Regions from separate parts of the Mus musculus genome. Here region 1 is linked to region 2. A link is a contact called in public HiChIP or PLAC-seq data. All regions are on one chromosome and are shown on one strand. The core of a region is the stretch at or near the end of the contact, and the rest is flanking DNA. Distances in the headings are between cores, read along the strand shown.

Evidence for each region. HiChIP or PLAC-seq counts read pairs in DNA pulled down with a chosen protein or histone mark.
Region 1: an H3K27ac HiChIP or PLAC-seq map of extraembryonic endoderm stem cells shows a contact between it and region 2. The contact joins two enhancer-like sites. A contact is called at or near these places in 1 of 484 Hi-C or Micro-C datasets (embryonic fibroblasts) and 3 of 115 datasets of contacts at active chromatin or transcription factors (embryonic fibroblasts, extraembryonic endoderm stem cells and pancreatic cancer cells).

What each region holds. Positions count from the first base shown.
Region 1 is chrX:167,180,747-167,188,040 of GRCm38.p6, reverse strand. No RefSeq gene overlaps it. Among named protein-coding and RNA genes, the nearest start is that of Gm39549, 14 kb to the right of the region's middle. Within about 2 kb of position 4,235, at least 46 of the 459 cell types and tissues checked have an H3K27ac peak or open chromatin away from gene starts, as enhancers often do. A contact at or near this core is called in extraembryonic endoderm stem cells and pancreatic cancer cells, where this site is marked.
Region 2 is chrX:167,046,384-167,054,116 of GRCm38.p6, reverse strand. No RefSeq gene overlaps it. Among named protein-coding and RNA genes, the nearest start is that of Gm8817, 20 kb to the left of the region's middle. Within about 2 kb of position 4,251, at least 96 of the 459 cell types and tissues checked have an H3K27ac peak or open chromatin away from gene starts, as enhancers often do. A contact at or near this core is called in extraembryonic endoderm stem cells and pancreatic cancer cells, where this site is marked.

The sequences.
Region 1 (7,294 bases), core at 2,986-5,485, 130 kb before region 2:
TCCCAGTCCTTTCCCTGTCTTTCTTTTTCCATTTGCCAGTTTTAATATTTGTACATTCTCTTTACAGACCCCTCTCCTCAGTTTTTTATATCCCCTTCATTACATTAAATAAACAATAAGCTTTAAAAAGAACATTCCTCATGGCAGATATCTTGAGAGAGCTCGTATTTATTTTAAACTGAGTTCTTGCCAGACCGCCCAAGTGGATACCCTTAATTCTTTATTAGTCATCGACATATTTCACCTTGATAACTACACTGGCATATAAATGGTAGAGGCAAGCACCAATTAATCCTCTGACAGCTCCTTAGGACAACTCACAATAATGGAAACAGTTTTGTATCTGGTTGCAGAACAATCATGAACAGCTTTCTTTTGATGTTTGTCGTTTATAAATGGCAAAATCCTACATTGCTATTTGCATGCTGACTGTACTAAATTACTATGTTTAGTGCTGACTTGCTGGGTTGTTAAAAATGAGGTTGCCACTTACGTTTCTATTAGTCAAAGAGATTTTTGTTGTTGTTGTTTGAGAATAGGCAAACATTATTGTCTTTAATGTCATTTAAAATTAGATTTGATTGCTTTTTAATGCAGTGATGCGATGGTCAGCTACATTAAAGAATAACACATATGTTCAAATCAATATTTGAACACAGAAAAATCAGCCATTTGAGTTTTCCCATTAGTAACTTAGGTTGACAGACCTGAGAGTGCCTATGACAACTTTAATTCAATATGCTTGGCTAATTAGTACCCATCAAAACTAAGGGTTCTGATATTTTTAATAACTGATTGGTAAGTCAAATAATGAAAGGACACTGTAGTAATGTTAAGTTGCCATCTAGGTCTTCACTGGTAAAAACAATAAAGTACATTGTAGATTGGGTGTATTGTATTAAATGAAAAAATGTACTCAGAACCAGTTTCACAAGAAAATTTCAGGTTGTTTTCTCTTTGAAAATGTGGCCCGAGTGTTTAATGGGATTGCTGTAAGTATACTTAGCGACAGGGAGATCTCTAAGGTCTGCCCTGCATAGGACAGCAGACAGCATGGACTTTTACAACTTTTCTCCAAGCCTTCAACAACAACAACAACAGAGCAACAACAAAAAACCAAAATAAAAAAAAAAAGAAAGAAAGGAAAAGATATTCACTTTTTCATTCCAGAAAAAATGGTTGTTGCCTTCTAATTACACAAAGATATTTGCAGGACAATAGATGCATAACACGAAACCTGTAGATATGTGGAAATCACAACAGTGAACTAACATGGAACCAAATCAGCTCAGTTTGTTGTATGACACAACTTCTAACAGAGCATTTTGCTTGAGTGGGATAAAGAAAAATCTGGGGAGAAACTTCCAACCCAAACTAACCAACTGAAGAATGAAAGCCCCAATGATCAAAAGCCTAAACTCTGTGTAGCAGGAAGGTTTGGAGAACAGAGCAGAAAGTTTGAAAACATGTTCTCTGAACTGTCAGAGTGTGTTCTTTACAGATTAGCTCGTTTCTCTTTGTGAAAGCAGAGGTGGGGGGCGGGGTCCAGTATTTGACCATTGAACCCTTGAAGACTGCCTGGTAGGAAACAGACATCTAGCTTTGACTCTAGTCAGAATAAGAAACAATAAAGTTGATTTTTGGATACCTACTCTTTCAAAATAAGCAGATTTTGGAAGTCCCATTAAAAAGGCTTAAGGCAGCAGTTCTCATTATTTACATTATGATTCATAACAGTAGCCAAATTACAGTTATGAAGTAGCAACAAAAATAATTTTATGGTTGGGGGGGGGGCACCAGAACTAAAGGGTTGCAGTGTTAGAAAGATTGGGAAGCACTGGTTTAAGGTCTCTTTTTGTCCACAGGACAATATATAAGAATTTGTTCCCTTTTTCCACATTGTGGACCTCAGGGATAGAATGGTTTGGTGGCAAGTGCCTTCACTCACTGCATCTCGCCAGCCTGAATCTTTCTCTGTTTTGAAATGCAGAAATATTTGTTTTTTTATATGTATGTGTCTTGCCTACATATAAACCATGTGTGTGCAAACAAACAAACAAGAAAATAACAAGTATTTTATTTCTTTTCCTTTTGAATAAATTTCTAGAATTGGCATTGCTGTATTACAGAATGGCTGAATGTGTCAACTCTGAAGACACTGTCTGTTTGCTCTAAATCCTCCCTAGCACTTCATGCTGTCAGGCCTTTCCATTTCAGCTCTTCGGTCAGACCAATCAGGGAGCAGAATAGTGTTGTTGTGCCTTAGCTTGCTTTTCCCTGGTAGCTATTGGTGCCAACCAGGTTCTCTGCCCCCTTCATTTCTAGATATTCCTTTGTAAACTATTGGTTGAGGTCCTTTTTCGTCTCAGTTATGTAAAATTATATACTATTTCATCACCATTATCACAGATAAGTGACACTCGAAACAGCATATACATGATCTCAAAATTTTTATTCAATATGGTTTTAGAAATGTGTTAGCTGGATCCCTGTGTCAGGGTCCTATATGACTGCAGTTAAGAAGTCATCTGAGACTATATTATAATTATGAAGTTGGAAGTCAGTCCTCTTCCAAGGACTAGCCCATGCCGGCCCCACACTCATCATCTTTCTGCCTCAGCCTTCCAAGAACTGAAATATTAGGTATTATTTCATGATTACTTCACATGCCACCATGCCTAGAGAGCAAACCTAAGTCCTCTTTTAAAGGGTATCCACATTTGATTACTTGAAGTCAACTAATTTTGGACATTAATTACGTTCACAGATTTTCTTCACCCTTGCTATAAGATGTATCATTATGAAAGCATTACCTAATCATGACACAACAGCAGGATGCTGAGGTCTTGGGCGTACTTTTAGTTACTTTTCTCAGTGCTGTGATAGAAGGTAAAAGGATTTCCTTTTGTTTTTGTTTTTGTTTTTTCCCCTCCTTTATGGTTTGAGGGTAAACAGAAAAAGTATAGCTCAAGTTGACTGGCCACATTGTACGTACAGTCAAAAAGCAGAGAGACGAGTGCTGATGGTTACGCTACTTTTCTCCTTATTCACCCCAGGACCCTAGTGCAAGGAAAGGGATTTCCTTTCCCTCTTCAATTAAGCCGCTCTTGACACACCCTCCCAGGCATACCCAGAGCTGTGTCTACTAGGTGATTCCAATTCCGTTCAAGTTACAGAAAGGTTAGCAATCATAGGCACCATTTTGGGATTCGGGCTACTACACTATGTGCAAATAAAGAATCAAAGTAGAATAATATTAGTCTTAGCTCTCACATTTTCTGACAATATAAGTGAGTTCACTTTTGTAGTGCCTCCAAAACTGGATTATCGAGTCATTTTATCATTATTCTAGCAATCTATCTCTGGCACCTTAAACAGGGCTATACTTGTAAAAGGTCTAGCATTACTGAGTGGCAAATAGATACCAGTTATAGCTATTGGATTTCCATCTGCATGTATATAGGCATTTCTGCACAATAGAAAATAATATAAAACATCTCCAGATGTTAACAAAGAGGCCCGAACAGAGTGAGAAATTAGAATGTAAATAACTCTAGGGTTTTCTTTCTTTTCCACACTCTGTTGATGATTAAGAACAAGTTAATTCACTAAATAGTCCTTTGACACAAGATGAGATCCTGTCTGTGAACGCACCTTCAGTAAGCATTAGTTGAATTAGTCTGGACAGGAGTCCTTGAGTAATTGAGTCACTCAATTACTTGATTCTCTTCCTCTTAAAGGCAATTCATTTCTTTAGCCAAATGATTCTTCCTTTAATATTACTCACAAAATTGTTTTACCACGACAAACATTCTGTTTGCCCAAGTGGCCCGTCCCTTGTTCCCCACTGTCAGATAAGGTCTGTTAATGCAAAACCCATAGAGAAAGTTGACATGCAAGAACACCTGGCAATGGGAAATACAAATATAAAATCCAGGACCTGCACTTGCTGCACTTAATAGTTTGTATCTACTTAGTTTTGAGGTGAAAGCTTGCCATAGCTCTTCTAAGAAGGGGAGAAGAAACAAGAAGGAGCCCAAACAAGAAACCTCCTTCCTCACCAAAATTTAAAAAAAAAAATCACTTTAAATTTGTTCATGTCCTTGGAAAATGAAAGAAAGAAACAATTCCAGAACGCTGGCTACAGACTTCCCGATATGCAGAGAATGCATAGCTCCAAGTTGTCCTTGTTCTCAAAACAATGGGGCTGACAGGCGTGCTGGTACAGAGCAGGATTTGTCTTCTGTCTATTGTTATCTTATTCCCCTAGAAGGGCTTCTTGCCTGGTGTTGGGTAGAGCGCCTGACTGCTCGGAGAGCCTGTTTCGAGTGACTGGTGTGGTTGTGACTGTGGGTGGTGTCTGAGGAGGCTGGGAAAGGAAAATTCCTGGGAGCAGGGGCTGTACTCCAGCTCTGGTGACTAAGTCTCCCCAGAATTCCTGAAAAGGGATTTTGGGGAAGTTTCTGTCATAGTGTTTCCAAAAGATCAGTATTCTAAGACCTTATGTGGAAGGACAGAGACGTTGGATGGGGAGGAGGCAGAGAGAGGGAAAAGGAGAACGAGATCAATGAAGCAAGCTAATGGCATGAACAGCTTCTGAGTTTTGAGTTTCTGAGTTTTTCCATCATATACAGCATTAGCAAACTGACCAAAACGATGTCCAGATCTTACTAAATTTTATTTGAAAATTTCAAGTTCTTAGATGTCAGTGACAAGCAAGAGACTCTAAGGTAGTGGATCATATTTTACCTTACCTCGTAATCCTTGTAAATAATATTTCCATGTTTCCATTCCTTATCATAGATAATGATAGAAAATAGTATGATGGAGGAATTATCCAGAAACTACCAGACATCTAAATGTTCTACACTGGAGCCGGGGGGAGGGGAGGTCTGGGTGGATTTTACATGGGCTCATTATGTATCTATTTTTAACTGTTTAGCCATTCCTTTATATGTATTTATTTTCTGACACAACAAAAGATGGAAAGGTCATAGGTTGCCTTCATTCATTCGAAACACACTGATGAAGCATGGACTATGATAGTAGGAAAGACATACAAGTGAATTACAGAGTGGCCCTGACCTTATTGAGAGATTATTCCAAAGCCCGTAAATCTTAGAGCATATAGCAGCTCAGAGCTGTACTGATAGCCGTAGCTCTCTTTTATGTTTCAGAAAAAAAAAAAAAAACCTAGTTCAAAAGACTGGGTAGGTTGACTAACTCTGGAAAAGGACAAGACTACAATTCCTCTGTTTGCTCCATCCACAAATGTGATTAAGTCTCTTTCTAGTTCACGAAAAGTCAAACCAAGGGCTTCTATGAAGAGCAGATGAGTTCTCTAGCTGGATTATTTCTGTGTCTGCTGGGCAAGAGAACAAACAACCCGACTGTTCTCAGGAAGGCAGCATCGAGAGAAGCTAGTCGGATGCAGTTTGCCTCTCTGAACCCAGTTTTTGGTTTCACCTACGTACTTCCTGCACCATGCTCTGCTCAGCCAGTGTTAGGCTGCTGCTTTCCCCCTTTCATTTGATTCATTTCTTTCTAACCATCAGTGACAAATCAGAATTTAAAGAAAGCCTTACTATCTAATGCTAAGCATTACAGCCAAGGTATACCTTTAAAAGTGCAGGCTGTCAGTAGATTTATCAGAAATAGAGAGACAGTGGACACAAGTAAAGTTTTGTTATATATATACTGCAAATTATGCTCAGATCTGGGAACTGATGTCCTGTGTTACCAACTTTTCTCACATTTGATGACTACTATTTTATTTTAAAGAATACTTCTCTCCCTCCACCTCCTAAATACTAGTTGTTGCGTGTGTGTGTGTGTGTGTGTGTGTGTGTGTGTCTATAAACAATGTTGCATATTAATCCTCAGACACCATCCATCTTCTAAGAAATATTTCTATCTATCTATCTATCTATCTATCTATCTATCTATCGATCGATCGATCTATTTGCTTGCTTGAGTGTTTACGGGAGTGTATACATGCATGTCAAACTATGTATAAGGAGGTCAGAGGACAACTTTCAGGAAGCAGGTTCTGGAGATCCAACTCAGATTGTCAGCCTTGGTGGCAGGTGCCTTTACTATCCAAGTTCTCTTAACAGCATCCACCTCTTTTATTCGTAAGATATTCTCGCCCGGCTTCCTGGAACTTGACGGTTATGCTATGATGGCTGTCTGCTGTGTACAACAGATTGGTTTCCACCTCTCCAGGACTGGGATTACAACCACAAACCACTACACATGGTCTTATTTGTTTGTGGGGACATAGAACTTGTCCTTGTGTTTGCAAGGTCCACCAATTGACCTGTCTTCCCAACTCCATCTGGAGCACTTATCGTTTTGTTTAGTTTATGTGAGCAAAAAAGTTTATGCTATCAGATGCACTCCAAATAATTTCTATATTAGAATAATTATATAAAGTTTAATTTGTAGAAAAATTAAAATCACTGCCCATGAAGGCATAGGAAAATGAATGGAGAAATTTAGAAACACTTGTTTCTTTTCAGCACTAGTAGTAGAAGCTGGGGTTACCTTATAATATTACAGAGAATTCTGATGTCTTATACAAGATGCTGAGGGGTTTTCTGCCAGGAGGCACAGGACTTCAAGAATTCCTGAAGTGGTTTTATGCCGTTAGCTCATTGCTCATGGTGTTCTTTGTGCCACCGTGCCAGGTTCAAGAGGCCACGTTCACTAGATTTTGTAGGGCTATCCAAAACTGATGATTTTGTTAAGGTTCCTGAAGTCCATCATGTCCACTCTCAACAATGAATGGCTCATCAACTCCATTTCTTGCATTATGGTTCAAACTGAACCAAAGATCATGTCTGCTGGCCAAACCTCCAGGCAGAACACCAAAGAGTTGCTCAGCTCTTGTCAGGAAAACAACTAGGAAGTGAATCTTTGACAGCAGAAGTTGCATGTATGCTAGGCAGCCTCTCCAGAGAGGAAGCCTGCTTATGTTTGTCCTTCTTAGTCTCGGACATTATGGAAGCCCAAAGAACCCACCACAGGGGCTCTGTCCAGCTTGCCTTTGAAGGAAAAACCAATGTAAAACATCTGTACCAGCTGTGGTACATTCCACATCCAAGAGCCCGATGCAAATTTAGTTTTCTATTTCTTTGTTTTTGTTGTTGTTAACCCAGGTTAACTCAAACTGGCCTGAAACTCACTATATAGCCAAGGATGGCCTTGAACTCCTGATCTTCTTGATTGCGTCTCCCAAGTGCTGGGGTAACAGATATGTACCATGGTTTTTTGCTTTGTTTTTGATTTCTGA
Region 2 (7,733 bases), core at 3,002-5,501:
AACCTGTTCTAAACAACTAGCACAGGGTCGGTAGTGTGAGGATTTAGCAGGCAGAATGTTTACCTTGCTTGCTCAACGCCCTGGGCTCTATCCTCAGCATGACATCAACCATGGCACAGGCCTGCAACCCTACTCATGAAGTAGGTATCTGCAGGAAGATCAAGAGTTCAAAGCCATCTTTCACAAAATAACAAATTTGTGACAAGCAATACTTAAGACTCTCAAAAACAAACAAACAAAACCCAAAAAAGTAAAATAAAAAATCCAGGATGAAAGAGCTTAACTTACTAGCCTGGAGTCACCCAGATTCCCAAGTGAGAGCTAGAACATACACACCTTCCTTCTAAAACTTACATTTCTTATACAATGCCTATAATATTTTCTGTAGTATTAACATAAATCTCAGATATATTTATAATAACAAAACAATTATGAATTCATTCAGTAGTCAACATCTTGCCAAGTGCTGCTAGGAGGAGAAGGAACATTTAACAGTTAGACCTCAACGAATGTGCATTCTTCTTGATTGAGGTTTTATAAGCCAGTGTCAGCTGCCAGGAAGAATTCCCCAAGGAGCAGTAGTGTAGAAAACATCAAAGGAGATTTAGTTCTTCACAAGGTTGGATACAGGGAGGTGTTATCCCAAGGTAGGTAAACTCTTAGGAAAATATGGAAAATGTGCATTACCACCAGGCACAGGAATGCACATATATAATTCAAGCACTTTGGGAGGCTGAGGCAGGAGGATCACCACAAGTTGATAGGCTATGAAAGCATAGTGCATATCAGGCCAGTCAGGGCTGTGTGATGACATTCCTGTCTCGAAAACCTGAATGAAAGCTTGATATTTGTTTGAGCAAATAATCTAAAGTAAGTCACATATCAGAATAATTGGCAGGATTTACCCTAAATGAGATCAGCGACAGAGCACTGCCCTTGTGCTGTATCCTGCTGGGCTAGGAAATAATAAATAGTACAAAAATAGGAACAAAATAGTCCTGCCCTCTGCTCTATCATGTAGGTATTCGGGTGCTCCATGACAAGGCATCCTGGGATGGATTTCATGACTGAACTCCAGTCCATATGAATGGATGCTATGATATTTTAATTTGAAATGTTCTTATTAGTTAGACTTAATTCTAGGGGGGAAAAGAGTAAAATACATTCTAGCAGATGAGTATTTACACTATCTGGAATTCTCTATGGGGTTCCCAGAGAGGCTCAGTCCCTTCAAAAGCATGGCTATGAAGAAATTGCCTTTGCCGTCCTCCTGGATCGTCCCCTTTCGCTCCCTTTAGTATTAAATCAGGGCTGTAAGTAATAGGCATTGTCCGAGAGGAGTCGTGTCATGGTTCCTGTGACTGTCATCATGACCTGTTGGTTTATATCACAGCTGCTTCCTGCTTGCTTATTCTAATGTCCTCCTCTCCCAATCTGACTCATTGAGGACACAGCCGCGAGGACACAACCTCTGTCCCCGGGCTGGTTAGCTTTTTATCAACTTGATACAATCTAGTCATTTGAGAAGAGGGAACCTCGATTGAGAAAAATGCCTTCATCAGACTTGTGTGGAGGCCAGACTGCAGTGTATTTTCTTGATTAGCGGCTGGTGTGAGAGGTGCCACCCCTGGGCAAGTGGTTCTGGGTGTTATGAGAATGCAGGCAGGGTGGGCAAATCATGGAGAGAGCAGGCTAGTAAGCAGCACTCCTCTCTGCTCTCTGCTCTCTGCTCTCTCTGCTCTCTGCTCTCTGCTCTCTGCTCTCTGCTCTCTGCTCTCTGCTCTCTGCTCTCTGCTCTCTGCTCTCTGCTCTCTGCTCTCTGCTCTCTGCTCTCTGCTCTCATTCCCATGTCCAGGTCCCTGCCTGGAGCTCCGGCACTGACTTAACCTTGACAGGCACTGTGATGTAAAACTGTCAGCCAAATAAAGCATTTCCTGCCTGACTTGCTTTTGGCCATGATCTTTATCACTGCAAAAGAAAGAATAGGTCCTGGTCTAGAAGTACGGGAACATCTACAGTTAAACCGAAGGGTTTAGTAACAAGTCTCAGGGGAGACCAGTCTAAGAAACACTAGGCTCATCTCAAAGTTACCTTCTTTTTGCCCGAAGGGAATCAATTGTTATGTATTAAATGTTCCACAAACATTTGGGATGCCATATCCCTCTGGGATGTACTTAGATGAGCAAACCAAGACCGGGAAACTTACATGGCCTGACCAAGTTTACAGTCATATAGTCACTTAATCAGGGGCTAAAACCTCTGACTTCTGAGTAAATTCACATCTTCTTTATAATGTATCATGTGTGACGCCTCCGCAACTAAGCTATTCCTAAACTCCTGTAAATACTTACTATGTTCTTTATCATGCCTTTAGGTTCCTAACCAAATTCTACCTTTTCTTACTTGTTAACTTTTCCTTGGGATTCAGAGTGGCTCAAGGAGTGGCTCCTGCAACAAAGCACTCTGCAGTCAATCCTTGTCCTCATCGGGCTGGAGGCTGGAGGGGAAATCATTTTCCAACTGACCCTACTTACCACTCCTGCTCCTGTCCTTACCTGTACCTGTTCTTACTCACATTTCTCTTTTCTTCTCTGTCTCCATCTCTGTCTCTTTTTCTGTGTGTGTCTTCCTATCTCTCTGTCTCTTCCCCTTCCTCTCTCAATCCAAGAATGACCTTAAATTTAAATATTTGATCACCCTACCTCTACCTCCTAAGTGCTGGAGTTACAGAGGTGCGTCAACATGTTCACTCACATGTACCCATGTATGTGGTAGCAGGCAAAGAACAACCTCAAATGTAGTTCCTTGGGGGCCATGCATCTTTTTGTTAGAGACTGTCTTTCACTAACCTAGAACTTCCAAAGTAGGCTAGGCTGGCTGCCCATGAGCCTCAGGGACACAGCACTGGACGAGTATATGCCACTGTACTTGGCTTTTTCTCTTCATTATTTAATATAGGTTCTGGAGATTGGTTGGGTCATCATGCTTGCAAAGCAAGCAGTTTTCTAGCTGAACTATCTCTCCCCCAGGTACTTTGCTTTTAATTGACACATGATAAGTGTGTACATGTTTGGGATACAGTGTGATATTCTGATAAACACGTGTGATGTGTAATGACAAAAGAAAAACATCACCTCAAATATTTGTTGGTGTTGCAGTGCTTTTTATGACCCAGTAATCTTTCATTGTGTGGCTGTGCCATATTTTGCTTAGGTACGAATGTCCTGATGGACATTAGGCTTCCTCCATTTGCCTATTATGAACACTGCAACTGTGAACATTCCTGTACAAGTACTGCTTTCAACTCTTTTGGAGGGCCATCCACTTTGTTCTTGGTGCTGTTTTTGAGGCAGGGTCTGACCTTGTAATCCAGGCTGGTCTGAAACTCACCATGTAACCTCAACTGGACTTGAACAAAGTATTTTCGTTTAAGTAGACAGGAGCAAGGCTTTGGCTCCTCTACTTAATAACAACTTCCTGTTCCCTCCCCCCTACCCCCCCCCACCCTGTCCAAGCCCTCAAGGTTGTACTAGAGTCTGGGATCAGGAAATAATGGGTTCAGGTTCAGCTATCAATCCGAGCAAACAGGTAAATAGTGGAGGAGGCCTTGTGGACATGAGGAGACCAAGCTGAGCTGAAGCTAGAGGGACAACTAAGAAAGATGAAGAGAGTATCATTAATATTTTTTAAAAAAATCAGTCCTTACCCAGTAAGAATAGAAGTATATTCTTAAGTAAGATTTTGTTCTGTTTTGAGCTTTGTTTCGGTTTCTGTTTGTTTGGAGCAAGGTTTTCCTGTAGCACGGCTGGCCACAGAACTTGCTATATCATGGAAACTGGCCTTGAATTTGTGATCTTCCTGCCTTCATCTCCTGAGTGCTGGAATTACTGGCAAACAATGCCTCGCCCTGTTTATAAAGCGCTTGGACTAGAACCTAGTGTTTGCTCACAATGGCCCTATACTCTGCCTGTTGAGCTACATACAATCCCAAGAATGTGTGAGTGAAAAAATTCTATTTAAACCCTCTTTCAGCTAAAGGATTCCAATCTGAGGGCCCCCCATTTTTAGCTGCAGAAAATCCTCACTTTAGGGTGCATAATAGGAAACATGGTGCATCTCCAGTGGCTACTGAAAAGAAACAAAAACCACAAGAAGTTGGAAGCTGCAAAATGCTAACATCTCTTCAGAGACTCCAAGCCCTTTCCAGAAGTCTGGGCTTCTCTTTGTAGTCTGGTTGCTATGGTTCTGTCTTGTTGTTGCAAAATACTGTCTAATAGCCTCTGGTAAGCGGTTAAATAAGGAGCTGATAACCATGGAGGTACTTAGAGATCTCTATCATTCAAGCCTGCCTCCCAGCCCCAAGCCCTCTGACTCAGCCTTTATTCCTACCCTCCTATTGTTTATGCAGCTACCCATGATTAAAGGGAGGAGGAAAAAAACACACACATTCAGCCAGTTGTCTGCCAAGGCAACCTGGGTTCTGTGTGACAGAAATACCAACAGGCTGAAGGCTGACTGAGTTTAGCCACAGATGGGGAAAGTGTGTCCCGGTACATATTCTGCCTAGTGAGCACACATGCTGCATGAAGATATGTCAGTGAGCTCATGGATGTGGGAGTGAGTGTATGACTGGCTGGGATGCTAATGCTTATAAAAAGGGAAAAAAACATCTGGATCAAGGGTGGCTAGTCACTCTCTTCTCACAGCACAGTTCCTCAATAGCTGATAGGACTGTGGCCATCTGTGTCTGTACTCTTCTCTCTTTCCTGTCAGAAGAGGAGTCCCTCCTCCAAACCACTGGACCCTTATGTGGTTTTGGTGTTCGTTCGTTTGTTCGTTTGTTTGTTTTGTACATTGGCTTTATTGAGCCTGATTTGTGTGCAATCAATGACATCCATCCAAAATTTACAACTCTTTGTTAGAAAAATATTTATTGAAATGTTGTTCACATACCACGAAATTCACCCATTTCAAGCATGTAGTTAGTTAAGTGATTTTTTTTTTGCACATGAAATTAATTTTAAGCTGTGCTAACCATATCAGTTATAGTCATTTCAGCCATTTTCATGCAAGTATATATTATATATTGAGCTTATCCTCCTCCCATATCCATATCTCCCTCTTCCTCTACCACCCCTACCTTAGTTTCCTATATGTTTACATTACAGTTCTACTCCTCCAGTGTGTGTGCATGTGTGTGTTCTCATAATTATTGAAACAGGTCTCATGTATCTGAAGCTGGCTTCAAACTTGCTGTACAACCAAGAATGACTAGAATTCTTGATCCTCCTGCCTTCACCTTTTGAGAGATTGGATTGCTGGGATGTGCTAACAAGACCAATCTCCTTCTCCTTCTCCTTCTCCTTCTCCTTCTCCTTCTCCTTCTCCTTCTCCTTCTCCTTCTCCTTCTCCTTCTCCTTCTCCTTCTCCTCCTTCTTCTCCTTCTCCTTCTTTCTTTCTTTCTTTCTTTCTTTCTTTCTTTCTTTCTTTCTTTATTTCACTTCAGATTTTATCCCCCCCTCCTGCCCATCCTTTGAACTGTTCCACATCTCGTACCTCTTCCCAAACCCCCTGTCTCCACAAGGATGTCCCCACCTGCCACCTCCCACCCAACCAGACCTCTAAACTCCCTGGGGCCTCCAGTCTCTTGAAGGTTAGGTCCATCTTCTCTGAACCCAGACCTGGCAGTCCTCTGCTGTATATGTGTTGGGGATCATATCAGCTGGTGTATGCTGTCCGGTTGGTGGTCCAGTGTTTGAGAGATCTTGGAGTGTGTGTGTGTGGGGGGGGGGGGGGGCGCGGTGTTCCTGAGACAAGATCTCACCACGCAGCCCTAGCTAGCCTGGAACTCACTATGTAAACCAGATTGACGCGAAATTCTGGAGTCCATGAAGAGATCCTCTTCCATCTGCCTTCTGAATGCTGAAATTACAGGTATACATCACCATGCCCAGCCTTTCCCTACCCCACCCCCACCCCTCTCCCCTTTCCTGTTGGCTGAAGTCTTTCTTGATTATAACCATTGTTTCTTTGTGATAGCCCTATGCACAAACATTGATAAGCATTGTTCTAGTTTCAGCCTGTTATTGTGACAAATATCTTGACCAAAAGCAACTGGGGTGGGGAAGGGGGTGTATGTGAAAGCATTTAATTTACTTGTATTTCCTGGTCACAGTCCATCATTGAGGTGAATTAGGGCAAGCATGTAAGCAGAAACTTGATGCTGAAACCATGGTGAAGCACTGATTACTGGTTTCCTTGCATGATCAGGCTTAGTTCACATTTTTATACAGCTCAGGACCACTGACCCAGGGATGGCGCTGACCACAGTGGGCTGGCCCTTTCTATAGCAGTTAATGATCAAGACAATCCCCTGAAGAGAAGCCTACACACCACGCTAATCTAGGCAACTGCTCAGTTGAAAATCTCCTGGCTGTACGACCCTGGCTGTATCAAGTTGACAATTGAAGTTAACTAAGATGAGCAAAATGTGTGTCTCTCCACATGTCAGAATTTATTGGAAAGCAATAAAATCACAAGGTGTAATGGTTTCAATGTCAGCAATTTGTCATATAATCTCACCTAACTGGAAAACCAGGCCAAGGCGAATGAATGCAGGACTTTTTGTTTAAATTTTACGTTAGATTATACTATTATTGATTCTCATACCATACATCACACATCTACCTGCATATATATGATTTACACAATGAATACGTGTTAAAGAGGCAGCAGCAGTGTACCAAAGGTTTGTGTAACTGCGCTGAGAGCCTTTACCTTTAAGATAACTAAGGAGACCAACCAGAAAGGGCTGCTGCTGGAGTTGCTGAAGTTAGGGTTTGAGAGTGAAAGTGCAGAGTTCAGCTTCTTGGTGAAAGACTGGACTGAAGTCTGAGGGCAGAAAATGGCAGCTTTGAATATAGATCTAAACAAGCAAACAGGTAGATGGTTAGTTAGTGAAGTCAAGTATACCTTGTCATATGGAGGAATTAGACCATTTTATTGGTCTAGAGTATTTGATAAATTCTTGTGCCTTGTTTCTTTGATATGATTTCCACACACCCATATACCCCTCCAGTCTCAATTCACCATGTTGATCTGAGAGAGTGGCCCCCTTTCTATTCCCAGGAATAAGTCAGGTATCAGGCTGTTGTGGATGATGGTGCCTGACAGATGGTGCAGTTTCTGACTCCACTCAAGGACTGCAGTCATCTTTCTCCCTCAAAATGGAGCTCAAAGCTATTTGTAAAATTAACTCTCCCCGAACTTCTGATCTTCCTCCTCGACTTTCCAAGTGATGGATTTGCTTGCTTGTACCAACTAGCATGCCTAGTTTTGGGTGGTGCAGAAATCAATCCCAGGGCTTCTTGGATGCTAGGCAAGTGCTCTACCAACTGAGCCACATAGTGCGTTCCAGACCAGCCTGGGTTACATGTGACCCTCTCTCAAAAAGAAAATAAAGACCTGCAGAGTTAAATTCAAGAGTAAAGAGCCAGCATGAGCATAATTCACAGCTACTCAGCACTCGTTTAAAAAGTCATGGGAGAAGCCAAGACAGCTGATCTCACAGGTTTACTTAGCAGCCAATCAGGACTGCAGGCTCAGTGAGAGACACACCTCAAAAAAAAAAAATAAGATGTGCGAACACACACACACACACACACACACACACACACACACTTTAAAAATTAAACTGGCAAGTTGCTCAGGTCTGACACCATACCTATTACACA